Linked DNA regions of Mus musculus: region 2 is linked to region 1. The links are chromatin contacts, called in public promoter capture Hi-C maps. All regions are on one chromosome and are shown on one strand. The core of a region is the stretch at or near the end of the contact, and the rest is flanking DNA. Distances in the headings are between cores, read along the strand shown.

Region 1 (7,277 bases), core at 2,480-4,979:
CTCCCTCCCTCCCTCCCTCCCTCCCTCCCTTCCTTCCTTCCTTCCTTCCTTCCTCCCTCCCTCCCTTTCTCTCTCTCTCTCTCTCTCTCTCTCTCTCTCTCTCTCTCTCTCTCTCTCTCTCTCTCTCTTTCTCTCTCCTCTTTCTTTCTTTTGGGTTTCTATATGTAGCCTGGCTGTCCTTGAACTCACTCTGTAGCCCAGGCTGTTCTGGAACTCAGAGTTCCAGTTGCCTCAGCCTCTTGAGTGCTGGGATTAAAGATGTGCACCACCAGAACCCAGCTAAGAGGACAGTTTCTTATATCTTTCTTTATCTCCACTCCCACCCCTGCTGCAGCCTCCGCCACTGTGCCAGTTCCCTCCCTTGAGACCAATTCTCCACAAATTGTCCTGTGCACAGGAAGGCCAGTGCAGCCAATAAATCTCTGAACCGGGGCTAGGTGTGCAGCTCAGTGGTAGGACATTTGCCTAGCATGCACAGGGCTCTGGGCTCAATTCCTTGTACAGTAATAAGCAAAATAAACAAAAAGCAACCACCCCAAATTAAAAAAAAAAAAAAAACTCTTAGGAACAAGCCAACATTAGGGACAGTGGTCTTAGAGCAAGGTTGGAGGGGAAGGGATAGGAAAGGTAGCCTGGGAAACTGCAGGAGAACAGGTCAGCCACAGCCCTCAGAACAGGAGAACAGGCCACAGCCCTCAGATCTATGACAGTGGGAGAGGCTTCTATCTCTAGGAAGCTGGGAGGTGAGACTCAGTAGAATATAAGGCTGGGGTAGACTTTGGGAACACAGGAGATGGGTGGACGCCCTGCAGGTGCAATTGAACATACATTTACACACACCTGCCCTTAAGTCTCTGCAAACACACACATTCCTAGCACATGTTTCTTATGCCAGCACTGGAACGTGTAAGTCTCAACACACACCCAACACAAGCCTGTACATATAAACTGATACACATGCATATATATCTTTTGTCTCTACATTCAGGAATATATATACACATTCCTGGGTACCTAGCCACACATGCATACATAAACACACATGCCTTACATACCTGCTTACATGTTAGCATATAGATATTCACTTATGCTTACTTGCATACATGCCAGCTAATACTCACATCCTTCCTTGTGTATAACCACTCAAAAGCCTGCAAATGCACACACTTGTGCACACACACACTTGTGCACACACACTTGTGCACACCCTTAGCCCTGGTCCTGGTGCCTGCAAGGTGCTTCCCTCTGTTGCAGACAGCGGATAAGCTCCTTCCGGTTGTCCAGGATGGTGTCAAAGCTCTCTTGCAGTCGGGCCTGCTGGTCGACCAACTGGTGCTGCAGAGCCCGGATCCACTGGAGCAGCGCCAAGCGCCGATACATCACCAAATGCGCGTGGTGTTTCTCCTTCTCCTGTTCTTTGTAGCGCTCCTGAGCCTGCAGCTGCTGCACGGCCTGGGCCACGGAGGGCAGAAGGGGATCCAGAGGGCTCGGACCTCGAGGGGTATCGCAGACAGGTTCTGGACTGCTGCTGAAGCTGTCGATGCTCAAGGAACTGCTGGCATAGCCAATGTCCTCCAGAGGAGAGCAGACACTGCTGGCACCGCTCAACTTCTCTGGCTCAGCACCAGGGATCTCCGCACCCTCCGGGGGACTGCGGACTCCGGCCTCAGGGAGCCTGGTGGCTTGGAAGACCTGGTTATCAGAGGGTGACTCAGAGGAGCTCCTTATCAGAATAGGATCCACTTTGCCTGGCACACCATGCCAGTTCTTATTGGCATCCTTAGCACTCTCCACAAAGTTGGAGTTATTGTCTGGTTGGAGGTCTGGTTGGCATACTCCAGGAGGCAGGCTCCCTGGGTACTGGGCCCCCTCTGCTAGTCCTGGCTGGATGGCAGCGAACATCTGGACTGGGAAGGAGAAGGAGAATGAGACAGAGCAGGACAGGATAGAATGGCAACCTAGAGCCCAAGAACCTTGCAATGGTGTCCCTCCCTTCTCTCTGATTATTTGGTCTGTCTCCCTCCCAGGGTTTTCCCTCTAAGGCTCACCATCTCTTCACTCTACAAACTTCTCCCAAGGTCACTTCATCCTGTTATAGCTTCAAGAACCATCCTGTGTAGGTGACTCTCAGATCTGTGTCCAGCCCAGATTCAACCCCTACTCAACCCTATGACCTACCACCAGTTCTTCAGATCTACACATCCTGACAGCTCTCCTTCCAGGGTCCTTGGGCAGGACAGCTCTGCCATCTGAAGACAAGTCTATCTAGCCATGCCTAGGAGCACCCTGGATTACTGACCCTCCTCCCATGCCCACCTCACTGTCCACATTTTGACAAACTCTCCTTTGGCCCTGGTCATTTTGACCTGGGTGATTGCCACAGCCTTTCCACTGACCCTCGTTCAATTAAAAATATAAATTTAGGAGCTGGAGATATGGCTCAGCAGTTAAGAGCACTGGTTGCTCTTCCAGAGGACCCATGTTCCCAAGTCAGATGGTTTACAACTGTAGGCATCGCTGGCTTCACACCAGCCCCCACCCCCCAGCCTCTCTGTTCACCCACATGCATGCATGCATACATACACATGCACACACACAGATATGCTAATATTTTTTTTTAAAAAAGATGTCCTGTTAAATAACAAATAATACTTGTAAAAGGAACATATGTCTACATCTATACAGATGTATAGATATAGACAGGTATATTTCATAAGTCCACAGAAAACCACAAACATTTCCATGATGTCTCATAACAGTAGCAAAATTACAGTTATGAAATAGGAACAAAAGCTAAGTGGTGGCGGCGCACGCCTTTAATCTCAGCGCTTGGGAGGCAGAGGCAGGCGGATCTCATGAGATTGAGACCACCCTGGTCTACAGAGCGAGTTCCAGGATAGCAAGAGCTACACAGAGAAACCCTGTCTGGAAAACTCAGAAATCCACCTGCTTCTGCCTTCCGAGTGCTGGGATCAAAGGCGTGCGCCACCATGCCCGGCTACTGACCACATTTGTATGACTTGAAGAACTGAGGCCTCGTGAGTGAGACATACTATTAAGTCAATCAAGCAGCTACTAAGAAGGTTCCCCTATAGGGTGGCAGCGACCCTCCCCACACCCAGCAATGGGCAGAAGTCATGAAGAGAGACTGAGGTTGGGACAGATGTTTCACTCCTTTGGCTTGTGAGAAAAGGCCTGAAGACACCACCACCACCACCACCACCACCACCACCACCACCACCACCACCACCACCACCACCACCCCACCCCTCCAACTCTCTTTCCCTCTCCCTCTCTTAAAATTTGTCCTAAATCTGGCCACAAAGGAAGCTGGGGTGGGGCGGGGCTAAGGATCCAGGTTCAAAAAGTCAGTGAAATGAGTGCAGACATCCTAAGATCAGGATTTTCCCAAGTTAACCCACAGTATGGGGGCATGGGAGCGGCTGTAGCACGGGGATTGGCGGACTTGGCAGTGGTCCGAGCTCTGCGACCCTAATCTCTGCAGAGGCAGCTCCCTAACCCGCTTTCCGGCGGCTGGGCCCCAAGCCCTCCATCAGGGCCCGGACTCACGGCCTAGAGGCGCCCGCTCCTGCGGGGCTTGCTACGGTCCCTCGGGTCCTGCTCGCTGCAGGGTGGGGGATTCCTGGACCTGCGCGTGCACGCGTGGTGACGCGGCTGCTTGGTCCAGGCACAGCGGCCCTAGCCCCAGCCCGGGCTGCGGAGTCCAGCAGCGTCTGCGCGGCTGGGCGGAGCGGTCTGACCCACGTGGGCCGGTTCGGTTCTCCGCGCAGGAACTGCCTCCTCCCGCAGCTTGACCCGAGAGCCTTGTAGGTCCGGTGTCATCTCCTAACCACCCTGGCGAGGCGCCACGGATCCATTGGTTCTCCTTGCTGCAGACATGGCGACGAAATGCCTCCTTCCTGGGTTTCCCAGGGGCTCGGCAATTGGCGAGGCCGTGGTGCGGGTCTGGACCCGCTGTGGTCCTTTCTGTGCTCCAGCTCGGCACCTTTTCTGCCGAGAATTTTCAGTTCATCCCCACTTACTCTATTTTAGGATCTTTGAGCACCTTTCTGGCTTCTAGATCTGTTTTTTACTTATTATTTATTTATTATATGTAAGTACACTGTAGCTGTCTTCAGACACTCCAGAAGAGGACATCAGATCTCATTACGGGTGGTTGTGAGCCACCATGTGGTTGCTGGGATTTGAACTTTGGACCTTCGGAAGAGCAGTCGGGTGCTCTTACCCACTGAGCCATCTCACCAGCCCCTAGATCTGTTTTTTAAAAAGACCCCTTCACTGTACTGTACCTATTTGATTAAATGCTATGAGGATTTTATTGTTTGTTGTTTTGAAACAGAGACTCATTATGTAGCCCTGGCTACCCTGGAAAGCACTATGTAGACCAGGCTGGTTTCCAGTTGCACAGGGAGATCTGCCTGCTTCTGCCTCCCAAGTGCTGGGATTAAAGGCATGTCCCATCACCACCAGCCAGCTTTCTTTAAGATTTTATTTTTTATTTATGTATATGTGTTTCTCCCTCTCCTCCCCCCCCCCCATTTCTCTCTCTGTGTATATAACTAAGAAGGAGCCCCATTCCAGGTAAGTCACAGTTCAAACTATGGCTGCAGCAATCATATTTCCTGTCAAGTGGAAGAAGCCAAGTCTATGTACTAGGAGAAAAAATGATACTGACACACAGGAGCTCAAAGACAAATGGCTGACTAACATCCCAGCTTCTGCTTCCTGGGTTTCTAGTTTTGATGCCTTCCCATGAAGTTCATATCTTGCCATACCCAACCTGAGTGGAATTTATCTCACTGATAATCAAAAGATTCTTGAATTAATACACTAACACAATGAGGTACCCCTGGATTCTGATCATTCACTGCTACTGTGTAGCTGTTTGCTGTAAACTGAAGAGGGGGGCAGACGTGAGATTCGGAAGATTCTAGAAGGCCCTCTTCAAGGTAGTGGGTGATGTAAGGGGTTGCTGGGACAACAGAGACTCTTCAGTGACACTGCCTGCTAGTTGTGTTGGGAGCTCCAGGGATGCAGATTTTCTGAGTGGCCACCCAGCTGGACTCAGGTGCCTTTGACCTAGCTGCCGTTGAGCTAGCGATGGCACTGTGAGTGAGCCCCAACCCTTAAGCAACCCCGGTCAACTCATTGGTTCACCAAGCTAGACTTTGATGGGACTGCTCCCTGAGTCTAGCATCACTGACCTCTCTAGTGGGAGTGGTATCTGTTCATGTCAACCCAGAAGGGGACTTGCCTAACCCTCGGTAGGCACTAGCAGTTCATTTGCCCTTGATAGTCTCCATCAAGACGATAGGTCCTGTAGATCCTGATAGATCCGCCATCATGTAGAAGTTGAAAGGGTCTGAAACATAAAGAAACCATCTCTGTGTTCCTGGCTAGAAACATTCTCCCCTAGACACCCAAACTTCCTGACGCAGCAGAACCTAGGATCTCAGAAACAAGAAGCAAATGCGCAAAGTCTTCAACTGCATACGGTACTGAACCCTTCCACTACATACATACATGCATGCATACATACATGCATACATACACATATGTATTTACTGAACCCTTCCACTACATACATACATGCATACATACATACATGCATACATACTCATATGTATTTACTGAACCCTTCTACTACATACATACATGCATACATACACATATGTATTTACTGAACCCTTCCACTACATACATACATGCATACATACATACATGCATACATACTCATATGTATTTACTGAACCCTTCTACTACATACATACATGCATACATACACATATGTATTTACTGAACCCTTCCACTACATACATACATACATGCATACATACACATATGTATTTACTGAACCCTTCCACTACATACATACATGCATACATACACATATGTATTTTCTGAACCCTTCCACTACATACATACATGCATACATACACATATGTATTTTCTGAACCCTTCCACTACATACATACATATATGTATTTTGATTTGGTTTGGTTTTGTTGGGGGGGGGTGCTTCTTTTTTTGAGACCGAGTCTCACTGTTCAACATGGTAAACAGATTTATAGATCCAGGCCAGAGAGCCTTGCTGTTCTGCTGTTCCTGCAGGAGGACAATTGTTTGTTCCCAGTACCCATGAGGCAGCATACAACTGGCTGTAATTCCAGTTCCAGAGGATCAGACCTCGTCTTCTGGCCTCTACATGATCATCATGCAAGCAATCAGTCATACACATAAAATAAAAGTAAATATATCTTTTAAAAAAAAGACTATAGATAGAGAGAGCTGGAGAGCTAGCTCAATAAGAAGAGTAGAAGTAAGCGTACTTGTTGATCTTGCAAAGGACCTGGGTTCATTTCCCAGCACCCACACGGGGGCTCGTGATAGCCATAACTCCTCTTCTAGGGGACCTGACACACTCTTCTGGTCTCCACGGGCAACATATGTGATATACATGCTTACACACAGGCAAATACTCATACTCAAATAAAATTTAAAATTTAAATAAAATTTAAAATTGTGTACCAATTATGATTGTTGGTTTGAAGACTATAGTATACTTTGCATCATAACACCCCAACCTGGTACAGCTCACTCAATTCCATTGTTCTCTGTAGACCAAGCTGACCTTAAATTCCAGATTCTGCTACAGCCCCTGGAGTAGCTAAGGGTGATAGATCTATGTCACCAGGCCTGGCTTCTATCATCCTATAAAACTAGTTGGACTGAACTTGATGCCATATACCCTTAATCTCAGCACTTCAGAGGCAGAGGCAGAGGCAGAGGCAGAGGCAGATGGATCTCTGTGAGTTCAAGGCCAACCTGGTCCACAGAGCAAGTTCCAGGTGAGCCAGGGCTATACAGTGAGACTCAGTCTCAAAATAAGAAGCACGCTCCCCCCCCCCCAACAAAACCAAATAAAAAACAACCCCCCCCCAAAACAAAAAACAAACCCCTGCCAGTTGCTTCCAAATGGCACAGTGACACATAAGCCAAGTGGATCCAAGAGACAGTAGCCTCTTGGTCAAGGGTGATGTTGGCAGGAGACACTCCAGCATTGTATAAATGATGCATACAGCGATTCCAGCTGTTCCAGACTTCCCAGAAACATGAGACTGTGGAGACCGAAAGGCTCAGGTAGCCGTGGCTATCTATGTCTGGAGACAGAAGAAAACTGTTATTCAATCACCAGCAGCTTCTCCAGTCGGGATGCTGAGGGATCCATCTCCCCAAACATAGAAGTATCTTCCACT
Region 2 (7,277 bases), core at 3,303-5,802, 560 kb before region 1:
TTCCGTCAACGGCTCAAAACCCTTTCAGTACCCGGGACAGCTCCAAAGGAGCGCTTCTCTGCTGAGGCTCATTCAGCACTGGGGACAGTTCCCACAGCCACCCTGCAGGGGGGGCGGGGGGGTTCCAAAGCGCAGACAGCAAGAAAGAAGCTTTACCCAAGGAAACCGCTCTGACCATAAAACTCCCACCTTTGCTCCAGTCCCCTGTCACACCTCACATCCCTCCCTTCCCTGAAGGTCTCAAAAGAGAGAAGAAATCCAGACCGGGAGAAGCTAGAGAGAGGACCCCACCCACCTCCTTTCAGTCTTGAGCCTCTCAATACCACTCACAGCTGGTTCAAAAAAGCATTCTCCTTCTTAACCACCACCCCAAAATAAAATAAATACTCACGTGGGGGCTCTCAGCCCTGTAGGCAGATGTGCTGGGAGGAGGAAGGAAGAGGTAGCTCCCCACACCCTGTCCTGAACCCCCTTTCTGAAGGAGCCAGCTCCCATCTGGACTGGGGGGAGGAGAGGCATGTGGAACTACTGAGTGAGGGGAAAAGAGAGGGGAAGAAACAGGAGCGGGGGACTGCAGGGCGGGGGTGTTGGGATGGGGGCGAGGGAATCCTTTTTAATTTCATTCTCTCCCCATGTCTACATCAGCCCTGCAGGCTCAGCTTTTTAATATTTACACACAGGAAGAGGAGAGGATGAGAAAGAACAGAGAGCAGGGGGAGGGGGGCAGGGGCTACCTGAGCTCAAAGGGCACGGAGGCAGAAGACTTGGAAAGCTGAGAGCTTGGATTCCCTGTATCACCACCCCCAGCCCACTCCCATACTGAGCTCTGGACTGGAAGGAAGAAGAACCCTGGGCCCATTCTGTCCCTTTGTTAACAAGATACTTTGAAGCTGCATCAGAAAAAGATCAGATCCCCACCCACATACCTGGACACCCCCACAAACCCAGATTTCTTGGGTGCCTTATGTGCAGATGGGAGAGGCAGTATTCATACACAAGTGTGCTCGGATGCCTGGAGTGTGTTTGCCTGTGGGCTGCGGTATATGTGCACATGAACATGTCAGCTAGCATGCACAAGTTTATGAAAGCATGAAGCTAGTCACACATTAACCACCCAAGAAATCAAACCTGTGCGACCACATTTGTAACTCAGCTCCCAAGCCACCTTACCTCTTTGCCCATGGCTCCCTAGCAAAGAAACCCAGGGGAAAGGCCATCCAGCCTTCTCAGACTCTCTTCTTCCCAGGCCCCTCCTTCCTAAGCCTCACTTTTTCTGTCTGTAACATGGGAAGAAGGGCTAATGGGAAAGGATGCTGCACTGAGCCCAGGGGCCCAACAAGTTATTAGCAACGATGAGCTGGCAGCTTGTTACCATAACGATGGTGCCACCGCCTCACCCCAGCTCAAACCCAGACTCCCCAGACGGCAGGAGGCCCGCTGAGCCAGCAGCCTTCAGACTGAAGGGGGGTAGATAAAGAGGGAATTGAGACATGATGCTTGCGGAGTGGAGGGTACACAGCTGCTCTTCCAACCCCCCACTGAGAAACGAAGCTTTGACTCCCCCAAGTGGGAGTAAAATCAAAGTCTGAGAAGGCTTCTTGACCATGGGGGTAGGAAGACACTGGGAAAGTCTCTATAGCTTGTCTCAATAAGCTTCATGATTATACTCTCTCCCAACACACACACACACACAGACACACACAGACACACACAGACACACACACACACACAGACACACACACACACACAGACACACACACACACACACAGACACACACACAGACACACACACACACACACACACACACACCTCAATTTCAGTCACCTGAAACCAAACAGAAAGCCCCTCATTCAACAGCAGTTTCCTCTCCAGTAAAAATGAGGCCAATTATGTTTACCATTTGCTCTAAACTCCTGGAAGACTGGGCCAGAAAGGGTTCAGGCAGCTACACACCCTTTTCAATCAGACAAGACTCAGAAGTTTTTCTACCCAGCAGAAGCCCAATAAGGGGGGGAAAATTGCCAGCCCAGTGAGAGGCAAAAATGCATGGGAAACTGTGGGGGAGGGGGGAGAAAAGCACCAACATCAGCTGCAAGAGATGCAGATGCTAAACGCCAGGCAGCTGCTAAAAGCAGGCATCAAGAAAGAAGGAAGTCTGAAGTTGGGCCTAGAGCAGCGCTGGTAGCCAGCTAGAACTAAGCCAAGGCCATGACCTTCCTCTGTGGTGGGTCTGCCAGGTATCCCCATCCCCAGAAATACCTGTAACCTCCTTTATTCAGAGCAGAGTCCCAGGCTGACAGATTGACAGCCTTAGACATATTGAGTCTTCATTTCCCCTACCCGCCTGCACATTCGGCTCTGAGGGGGTTGGGGAGTTTGGGGATGGAATGTGAAGGTTAGGAAATTACCTGTGGGGACACTAGTCTAGGAATCCACAGGTCCATCGGGTGACCTTGAGTAGGTCTCCTCTCTTTCAGATTCCCCAATTTGTAATTAAGAGGTTGGATCAAGTCGACTGTAAAGGTTCTTCCTCTGCCTGTCATTCTATAGCTTCCTGCAAGCTCATTCCTTGGATGTGAGCCCCCTGGCACAAAATGCAGTGGGCACTGCCTGCCAGATCAGTGGGGCAGTGGGGGGAGTGCGGGGGCTGCATTTGAGGCTGTTCATCCTGTATTCACGTTCCTTTTAGAAACACCTGCCACCCTAGCCCTCCCAGCTCTCTTTTTAGACCCTGATTCACTGCCAACTCACGAAGCTCTCCCTCCCCTCCCTCCTCTCTTCTCCCTCATCTCTCTCTTTTAGGCACTGACAGCTGGGTACAGAAGTAGACCCCACACACGCACTCAGGGGATAGTGGACAGAAGTGGAGGGCAGTGATCCAGTGTCAGGGAAAACACACTAGAAAGTCCTACTCTCTAATTGTGGCCTAGCTGGGTTTCTTGGGTCAATGGAAGACCTGGGTGAGAATGTTTCTCTACCACTGTCTGGCAATGTGTGATTGTGAGAGATGCAATGCATTTCCCAAGCCTCAACATCCTCTTCTGCAAATTGGCATCATAATAGATTGAGCTGTGTGGAATGGCTGTTTTTGCAGGTTAAAAAACACAACAACAACAACAACAAACAACTGCTCAATACTGTCAATTTCATATGGCTTAACCTGACAGCATCTCAGCTTGCTTCCAAGGCAGTTAGAGAAACAAGAAGAAATGAGAGGAACAATTTTTCAAAAGTCCTAGACTGATACAGATACATTCTTCTATTACTACTTCAAGGAACTAAGTACAGACCCACCTGAACCGTGAGCTAAACCAACGACCCAGAACTTGGAGATTTGGGACTTGGAACTCTGGGAAAAAGCCACCTGCTCCAATGACTAACAAGGTAGATCTTCCTCCTGGCCTCCTCATTCTAAAGGGCCTTTGGCCAAGCATCATTGAAATAACACAAGCTCCTAGTACTCTTCACCCTCCCCCAAAAAAGTATCCCCACACACAGGTATACAGCCTTAGGCTCACCACCAGCAGGGACTCAGCATGAGGGAAAGATACCAGTGACTTCGCAGAGGGTGCCCCAGGAAGTAGATGAAGGTGCAGAGTGCTCTTGTCTGTGTCCAGGATAAGGAGACTCTGGAGGGAGGGGGCGGTCTGACCTCGGGAAAAGTAGGATCTTCCCGTGCTAAGTCCCACCAAGAATGGGGGCGGGGCAAAACCCAGGTGTGGGTGAACCCTGCTTGGATGTATTCCCACACAGTCACACAGTACACATACCCAGACCCATTCACAGAGATAGTCGCACATGCACATGCACACGCACGTCCATTCATACACACACACTCAGACACCTACATACACAGCCACACAGTGCCAGCACACACTCAACCACACATATGTCGACAGACTCATGGACGGTTAACACCCTGAACGCTCACTGCATTACACTCACTCACCCACAGACCCACACGGTGACACCCTCATCACATGCACGCTCACACACCTGCAGAGGAAACTTCTTTCCGGATCTCCCCAACACCACGACTTCCCCCCACAGCCAGCAGGCTACTCCCTCCCAGACCCAAGCTTCCATTCCAGCCGGGCAAGGGCTGGGCGGGCGCTGGCTGGCCTCCCGCGGCCCCAGCCGGGACAGCGCGTCTGCGGAGCGCGTGGTCCCCAACCCGTCCCCGGGGTCAGTCACGCCGGCCTCCAGGCCCAGGGTGAGGCCGGGGGCGGCCGCAGAGGCCCAGCCCCTCCCCCCCATCTCGGGGCCGGAGTCCAGGCCGCTGGAGCCCCGGGCGTGGGCGGCGCCGGGGCTGCAGCGGGGCTGAGCCTGGGGGGCGCTGCAGAGGGCGCGGCAAGCGCGGCCCGATCCCCACCCCTCCCGGTTGCTTACCTGGCCCGGTCGGGCTCCAGCCGGGGTTACATGGTGCCGGCGGCCCGGGCCGGGGGCGCTGCGGCTGCGGGAGCGAGTGCGGGCTCCCGGACCCGACACTGCGGAGCCCCCGGCGGAGGGGCCGCGCCAGCTGCGGAGCCCCGAGCGAGTGCTGAGCGGCCGCGGGCGCGGGAGCCGGAGGCGGCCAAGCCACGGAGGCTGGATTTCCCGGGGACCAGGACGGGGAGGCGGGGGGATCCCGCCCGCGCGCTCCGCCCCCGCCCCCGCCCCCGCGCAGGGCGGCCGAGCCAGGAGCCCGCGACAGGGAGGGGGCCCGCGCTCCCCGCCCCCGCAGCGGCCCCGCGAGGACCGAGGTCGCAGCCGGCGGGCAGCCGCCGCGGTCCCGGAGGAGCGCCCGCGTCTCTGAGCGACAGCGCCGGGGAGGCCCAGCTCGGGGGTGCGAATGTGGTCCCCCGGGTCGGTGTGTACCGAAGACCCAGGAACCAGCACATTCGGTGTCACGACCGCGCACAGCAGACCTGGGCACCGGGACCCAAGCCCAGAGCGCGGGCAGCTGGGGGAGACACACGGCTGCCTCACCGAGGCAGTCACACCCTGAATGTCACACACAGCCTCCCCCTCGCAGGCACGTCCTCTTAGGCTCCTGTCCTTAGTTTCCCGGGTCTGTAAACCCGACCCCAGCTCTTGGCCTGGGCTCTAGGAGTCCCCCTTCTCCGCACTAGTCCCTTCTGCCCCACCCCTGCCAGGGCGGGGCGCTGTGCCTGGCCTCCGAGTCTTTGACAGGCGTCCCTCACCCACAGTCCGCCAGCGGAGGCAATCCCCAGTGTGCAGGGATAACCCCGCTATACCTGCCGTCTTAGCTGGGGGCCCCACCCGTGCCCACTGTGCCCGCCCACCTCTGGGCCCCGAGCCAGGGGCTGTGCCATGGCGGGGGTGGGGTAGAGGGGGGAAAGGGGACTGTCCGAAGCACAGCGCGAAGCTGCAGAGCCAGGACACAAGCTGCAGAAGCGCTGAGAGCTGACTGCAGCAGTCCCTGGCTGGAATCCGTCTTGGCGCCCAGAGCAATGCTGTAATGGGGGGGAGGGGGCCGCGTGGGGAAGCCGCAGGAGGAGGGGCTGAGGAGATGGGGGAGGGGCCGGTTCTGAATTCTGACTTTCCCGGCGGGTGTTGAGGGCACGCGGGCGCTCCAAGTTGTGGTAGAAGGCGAGCTACATCCTCTACCTTGTCTGGTATTGAAAACTTAAGGTGGTGAGGTGTGGGCTTTGGAGCCTTGAGACAGTCCACCACCCTAGGGACAGACCTTGGGAGATGTTCTGAGTCAGGGTCCCCAACAATGACTCCTATTTCTCTGTATTTCTTTGGTGTCACTGTCTCTCCTCCTTGAGTAACCGGGCAAACTGAGGCACGGTAAGTAGAATTCGTGGGTCCTAAGGAGCTAGAACCTGGAGCCAAGCCCACACCCATTCCCTAGAGGGACCTTTTAAGGTGCCACATTACATAAATGACAAAAAGGGACCTAGAGGACCCTTCCCCCGCGGGAAACCAAGCAGTCTAGTGAGATGAACAGACTAGCCAACTATCTTACCGCCCACGAGACCACTTCAATCGTCCCTTCAATCATGTAGTGAGGCTGCAGACAATTCCCAGACCAGCATTTATTCAGCCAAGAGCAGATGTCAGAGAAAGTAAGATAGAAAGTTGGTTCAGGAACACTTTGTAGAACTGAGAGAAATGTCTCATTTCCCATGGAGCATAAGAACAGTCATCATGTAGAATGCTAAAAGGTACCGCCATGCTCTGTCAGTTCTAAGACGTATTCTGTAAACCGGAAGGCATTTTACAATGAACACGGACATTTAGTATACAGCTTTTTCTTCTTTGCCATTACCAAAGAGCTATGTTTTCACATTGAGAACCTAAGGGCTGGTGAGGTGGCTCAGCAGGTAAGGATGCCTGGTGACAAACCTGATGACTGCGTTACATCCCCCAAGCCCACACAGTAGAAGGAGACAATAACTAATTCTCCCAAGTTGCTCTGACCTCCACACAAGTGCAAGCATCGCAGCCCGTGCCCCCATACACACTAAATAAATTATTAAAGTTTAGATTTTTTTCAAACAAAATCAGAAAGAACACGATGGAGTTCCCGTCCTGGAACCTACTAATTAATCAAACAGGTTTACCTCAGATAGAGAACACCAATCCAGTAATTAATAAGGACAATAGTTATTTAAGCCACTAATAAAGGCTCTCTAGACCAACTCCCTGGAAATCTGACCTCTGCCATTATTCACACACAGAGAAGGACCTCATTCTCTCGCACTGTCCCATCACCACTGTCTATCGATTGTGTGTGAGAGAACATGTATGTGGGGGGGAGGGGCTCGTGCACATGTGTGCACATGTGTATAACAGCATAGGACTGTCTCTGGTGTTCTTCTTTAGACACTATCCACTTTCTTTGAGGGGATGTGTCTCTCACTGTCCTGGAGCTCAACAAGCAAGTTTGATTGGCTGGCCAGTGAACCCGAGATCCTGTTATTTCTGCCACCTCAGCCTGGGGATTACAAGTACTCAGTACCAGGACTAGTTGTGGGGTTTGGGTTTTTTTTTTTTTTTTTTTTTTGGTTTTTTTGTTTGTTTGTTTTATTTTTTAAATATGGGTTCTGGGCATCAAACTCAGGACCTTGTGTTTGTAAAGCAAGCATTTTACCAATTGAACTATCTTCCCAGCCCATCTTGAAATTTAAATAAAATTTTAACATGGGGCTTCAACACTCTGTAAAGTATAACCCCTAGATTAGAAATTCTATGTCTGGGCTGGGGAGATGGCTCGGCACTGACTGCTCTTCCAGAGGTCTTGAGTTCAATTCCCAGCAACCACATG

The links. Promoter capture Hi-C pulls out the DNA fragments that hold promoters and counts their contacts.
Region 2: a contact with region 1 is called in a promoter capture Hi-C map of hippocampal neurons, with 3 times the contacts expected there. The contact joins the promoter of Dlgap3 here to the promoter of 5730409E04Rik in region 1. A contact is called at or near these places in 3 of 39 promoter capture datasets (hippocampal neurons, pre-B cells and stem cell-derived epiblast-like cells).

The regions. Positions count from the first base shown.
Region 1 is chr4:126,606,306-126,613,582 of GRCm38.p6, reverse strand. 5730409E04Rik (RIKEN cDNA 5730409E04Rik gene) reads right to left here and starts at 3,729. Exons shown (of 2, transcript NM_001145950.1): 1 at 3,571-3,729; 2 at 1-1,907. The coding sequence starts at 1,902. The coding sequence ends at 1,210.
Region 2 is chr4:127,166,479-127,173,755 of GRCm38.p6, reverse strand. Dlgap3 (DLG associated protein 3) reads right to left here and starts at 4,552. Exons shown (of 12, transcript NM_198618.5): 1 at 4,391-4,552.